2 separate regions of the Bos taurus genome follow, and region 1 is linked to region 2. The links are chromatin contacts, called in public Hi-C maps. All regions are on one chromosome and are shown on one strand. The core of a region is the stretch at or near the end of the contact, and the rest is flanking DNA. Distances in the headings are between cores, read along the strand shown. Region 1 holds the start of TMEM250 (transmembrane protein 250). Region 2 holds the start of UBAC1 (UBA domain containing 1).

Evidence for each region. Hi-C and Micro-C count contacts between places; a contact is called where the count stands out from the background.
Region 1: a Hi-C map of skeletal muscle shows a contact between it and region 2, with 10 times the contacts expected there. The contact joins the promoter of TMEM250 here to the promoter of UBAC1 in region 2. A contact is called at or near these places in 4 of 11 Hi-C or Micro-C datasets (blastocyst, liver, skeletal muscle and 1 more).

What each region holds. Positions count from the first base shown.
Region 1 is chr11:103,617,373-103,620,120 of ARS-UCD2.0, forward strand. TMEM250 (transmembrane protein 250) reads right to left here and starts at 1,267. Exons shown (of 2, transcript XM_002691657.6): 1 at 1,196-1,267.
Region 2 is chr11:103,480,579-103,483,278 of ARS-UCD2.0, forward strand. UBAC1 (UBA domain containing 1) reads right to left here and starts at 1,303. Exons shown (of 11, transcript NM_001076281.1): 1 at 1,263-1,303; 2 at 974-1,196. The coding sequence starts at 1,111.

The DNA of each region.
Region 1 (2,748 bases), core at 17-2,516, 140 kb after region 2:
ACTTCACCCTCTGAGACCATTCCTGCTCTGCACCATGGGGATGCCAGCAGCACTGGGCTCCCAGGGGTGCTGTAGGAAGCAAGCATTACTGGGCAAAGGCTGCCCATGCCTGGCAGAGGAGGAGATGGCAGCCCAGGGCTGGCCAGTGGTGTCATCGCAGGTCATGGGACTGGACCACCAGAGAGGAGAAAATAGCAAGTGGCTCTCTGGCTTTGCCTAGCAACTACCGTTTATAGCTGTGCCTGGGTCGTGTCTGGAAAACACAGAACTGGAAGTACAGGATGCGTAAAATCGGAGCGGCAAGTTGACGACAGGCCCGGGGGAGGCGCTGCCTAGGGCATCGGCCTCCCGTCACGTGGCGTGCAGCCTGGGGGCCTGCAGAGGGGCTCGTGCTAGCTAGCTCCCTCTCCGGCCGCCCACGTGCTGCTCTGGCCAGAGCGGGAGGAAAGGGGAGGCCGGGCGCGTCCACCCTCCCCTGCTCACAGGCCCAGCCCTGCCCGCAGGCTGCAGCCAGAACCAGGTCTGACAGCATCTGATGGCACTTAGACGTCGGTGCTCCTGCGGGGTCGTAGCCGGGTGCGGGCTGCTAGCCATCCTCCCGTTGTCCATCTGCCCGCGGGCAACGGGTCTGCGCCACGGGCTTCCAGGTGGGGGGCCGGGGCGACACCCACGCGTCTCCCCAACCCCCGCCCGCTGAGTGCTAGGCCCTCGACCCCCAGAGGCGGGGCCGACCCATGGCGCCCCTGGGAGCCGCCCCCGCCCCACCCCGCCCCGCCCCGCCCGGGCACCCCCGCCTGCTCACCGGGTGCCCTCTCCGCGCCGGCGTCCCGAGCCGCGAGCCCCCCTGTCCCTCGGGGCTCCAGGAGTTGGGCGGCCGCATGGTGCCGACGGCGCGGCCCGGACCCTCAAGCGTCCCGGCCCGGGGCCGCCCCGAAGGGACAGGGGCTCCCGCGCCCGGCGGCCGGCGGCGTTTGGCCCCGCGTGGGAGCCGTAGCGCCGTCCCTCTGCGGCCACCGTAGGACTTTCCTCACACCGCCCCCGCCGCCCCCGCCCCCGCTCCGCCCGGCCGAAACGGACAGCGCCTCCCTTCCCCCTTTTCGGCGTCGACCCCGGGCGCCCGGAACTCGGCGCTTGCCCCCTGAGCGTGCGTGCGTGCGTGCGTGCGTATGCGCCCGACGCGCGGCCCGTGACGTACCCCCGGACAACACCGCCCCAGGTACCCGGTCTGCGCCTCGGCCCGTCCTGCGCATGCGCAGATAGGGGATCTGCGCATCGGCGCCCCCCCCTCCCCCAGCAGCTCCTCTGCGCATGCGCCTCTGTGCCCCAGGCTGTGGGCAGTGCGCAGGAGCGCGCCCTTGGGTCAGTGACGGTCTTGCGGTCTGTAAAGAGCCCTCGGTCGTGGTGCTGCTGGTGTCGGTCCCGGCCCTGCGTGTTGGCCGTCTGGCGAGTCTGGAGCGGAGTGGGGACACCACCCAAGGTCCCCAAATGTAGGGAGTCAGGACGGACTGGTTGACACCACCCACAGATGTCAAGGTCCCATGTAGGGACCCTGGGAGAGAGAGGATGTCGGTGTAGACGTGTTTAAGTGTTTTAATCCGGTCGAGGTCAGGGTAGGGGAAACAACGCTCCTTGGATGTAGTTGGCAAGTAACACCTGAGTTCTGTCGGGTGTGGAGAATCTGTTTCCACACGTGGAAGAAGCTGGTTGCACCCCCAGTGCCTGGGGTCCTGGTCTTGGTCGTTGTTTTTGCCACCGGTTGCTCTAGTAGAGGCCAGTTCCTCGGGCATCCTTTACCGAAGACAGTTGGGTGTTGACCTCCCCTTGGCTGACCCTCCAGGGCTGGAGCCCCTACCTGCCAGCACCGGCACCAGGCGTGCACGTCCTGACCCCAGCCAGCCCTCGCCCCGCCCTGTCCTAGGGGTGGAGCATGGTGCCTGGGAACACGCATGGTGGTTCTGTCCCTTCAGCTGCCGCTCTGCTGGTGAGGAGAGTCTGACGCGGTCATGGTGGAGAGGGGAGGAAGGGGCCCAGATCAGGTCAGGGGGCAGCAGGAGAGGATGGAAGAGAAGAAGTGATTCTTAAACTGCATCTTCTCTGTGGCTGGGCCTCTGCAGTTGATCCCTGCTTTGTACCCTAACCCAGGGTGCTGGTTTTCTTCCCCAGACCTGGGTCCAGCCCTGTCCCTTGGAGACGCCCTGTCCAGGCCCCCTCCTCAGCCCTGTGAGGAGGCCCCCTTGCTCCTGTCCTTGTCCCTTCACACTAGCTTTTTCTGTCCCTCTGCCTCACCCAGTGAGCTCCTATTCACCCTTTAAAACCCCAGTCACTATCCCCACCTCTGGGAGACCGCCTCCAACTGTGTGCCACCCCTTCCCTGGCCACCCCCTCCCCTTGGTGGGAATTAGTGGTTCTGACTAATCTCAACCATACCCTTTCTCCACCTCAAAAGCTCAAAGATTCGTTGATGGATCGGCCTCTCCCACTGGCTCAGTTTCCTTACCACAGGCCACACGATAAGATAGATGTCTCTCTACGTCATGACCTAGTCCACACACTCACACGATTAAACAACTCCAGAAGCTTCACAAACTGCACTTCTCCTGACCACACACTCTGCTACGTTCTGTTGTTAATTCATTCAGTAGACGGGCTGGAAGCTGCCGTATCTGCAGCCTGACCACCGCCAGGTCCAGAGCCACGAGGATGAAGATGAGGCTGTGTCCTCAGGGCCAGCTCAGTGGCAGGGCCGGG
Region 2 (2,700 bases), core at 53-2,552:
GCTATTCACATCCAGGGTTTTCCGGAAGGGGACTCTGGCAACCAGAATGCTCTCTGGCATGCTTGCGACAATTACAGAACAACTCCACAGAACCGTACTCCCAAAAGGACCCGACATCATTTTGCGGGAGTCACTAAAACAATAGCTGGAAGTCTGTGCTTGGAGACCACACCAGAAGGGACCAGGGCTAGCCTCTTGGTGGGCCCGGAACAAACGTGTGAGTAGACGGCATACAGGCACACTTTTTACACGAGGCACGCAGTGAGAGGCTGTGGCCTCCTTTGTCCTAAATTCTGACATGGAGATTCTAGACCGTGCAAAGGATAGAGTTTCCTGAGGCAGCCTGAGTCACACAGACAGATGTCTTGGCCTGCCTTACAGAGTCGAGAAGCTTAAAGAGATAGGCAAAGACTAGCCCTCTGAGGAACCTACAAACGGTGCTTCACCTCAACAAACTTTAAAAAATGGCCCTCTCCCCGACCTGCCCGCGTAATCCACGTAAAGGCCGAGGATAGCAAGGGGTGCATGGACCAGTTGGGCCAAGCCACACTATTTTAAGTGATTCCAACCACGGTGAGGGGGTGCGGGGGCGCACCAGTGGCCAGAGCCAGGCGCCGGCCCCCATGCCAGCCCCAGAAAACGGCTCCAAGCAGCCGGCTCTGCAAGGTCAGGGGAAGGCGCTTCTCCTGGCGGGTCTCTCTCTACCTTCTTGGGCACTAACTCCCAGCTCCGGGAACCTCGCCGCGACAGCAAGCGCGGACGGATGGATTCTGGAACCGCAGGAGGCCCCGTTCCGGCGGCGACTTGGCCTCTCCCAGCCCGCGTCCCCGACGCGCCCCGGCCTCCCGGGCTGTCTTGAGGGGAGTTAGACCAGGAGGTAGAGGATAAAGCGCCCGGTCCGGAGCCCCAGCGTCCAGCGGGAGTCGGGGGCGGCGGGAGAAGGAGGGAGGTCTGGAGCTGTGGCCGGCCTTACGTGCTTGAGGCAGCGGTCCTTGAGCTTCTCCACCGAGGTGTCCTCGGTCGCCTCCTCCAACCACTCGGCGCCATCGGACGCGCAGACGTGCAGCCGCAGCACCTTGCCCGCAAAGATCTTCTCCTCCTGCACGAACATCTCGCCGCCGCCGCCTTCGCCAGGGCCTCGGGCCTGCGCCCGCCGCCCGGTCCCTGAAGGTCACCAGGGCGGGCGGGCCGGGGGCGGGGCCAGGCCGCCCGCGCGCTCCCTCGCTGGCCGCCGCCGCCCCGCCCCCGGCTCTCCCGTGGGCAGGCCGCCCGCCACTCGCCCCACCGCCAGCCCGCCCGAGCGGTCCCCCTCGCCCCGCCGCCGATCCACCGGGGGCGCGCTGTCGCCGCCGCGCCGGAAGTGCGTCACAGGGCGTGACCCGGAGCACGCCGGGAGATGTGGTTCTCCTGCGGCTGCCTCGCCGTCGCCGTCGCCGCCGCGCCAAATGTGCGTCATTGGCCGCGACCCGAGCGCGCCGGGAGTTGTAGTTCTCGGGGGCCGCTTCCTTCGTCCCGTACCTGCCTGCGCTGTGCTGTCGGGGGCCGCCGGCCACGTGGGAGCCGTGCATTTACGAGTCTGTTTTGAGATGGGTCTCAGTGTAAAATGCACACTGAATCTTAAAGAGTTGGCAGGAAAAGAGCACGAAAAATACCTCAACAATGTTTATATATTGACAGTGAGTCGGTGAAAGTCGCTCAGTCGTGTCCAACTCCTTGCGACCCCATGGACTATAGGGTCCATGGAATTCTCCAGGCCAGAATACTGGAGTGGGCAGCCTTTCCCTTCTCCAGGGGATCTTCCCAACCCAGGGATCTAACCCAGGTCTCCGGCATTGCAGGCGGATTCTTTACCAGCTGAGCCACCAGGGAAGCCCTTATATATTGACTACGTGTTGGAATAATAGAATGGATTATGTAAAATATGTTGGCACTGTTTATTTTTACTTTTTAAAGCTGTGGCTGCTAGATTTTAGGTTGTCTATGTGGCTGCTGTTGTTTCTTTAGGACCGCATTGCACTAAAGCAGAGTCTCTGCTTGTGGTTCCCAGACCAGCAGCACCTGGGAGCTTGTTAGAAGTGCAGTTTCTCCTGCCCTGCCCCTGTGCCCCCGGCATGGACGCGGGTGGGGCCCAGCACTCAGGCTGCAGAGCCATAGAGGTGCCCTCAGACAGGCACATGAGCACCACAGGGAAGAAACATGACCGGTGGACTCAGTACACTCATTTCCGTGGGCGTGACAGATATCAGTATGCACTCTGCAGTTCGGGCTAGGCCTGGACCATGTGACTGCCCTGCACTCTCCCATCTCGTCCATTCAAGGATCTTTGCTGAGCAGAGATGAAGCCAACGCCGTCCCTATTCTCGGAGGCTGGTGATCTAAATGGGGAGGTGGTTCCAGCATCTCTCCCGTTTTATACACGTTGTTTTCCCCTGTGATCATTCTGCTTGTGTGTGAATTCCTTTTATTCAGTTTACCATTCACCAATAGCCTCCATGAGCCAGACCCTCCGCTGGGGTCCAGTCGCGATTAAGGCGTGAGACCAAACTATCGCCCTGGGAGTGGGCTTTCTCACGCAGGCCGTGCAAGTGCCATCTACTGTGCAGACACGGTCTCACGAGGCAGGAGACAGCGGGGGGACAGCGGGGCTTGCGGGTAGCCCAGGGGAGCTTATGGGACACAGCGGCATCAGAGGGCTGAAGA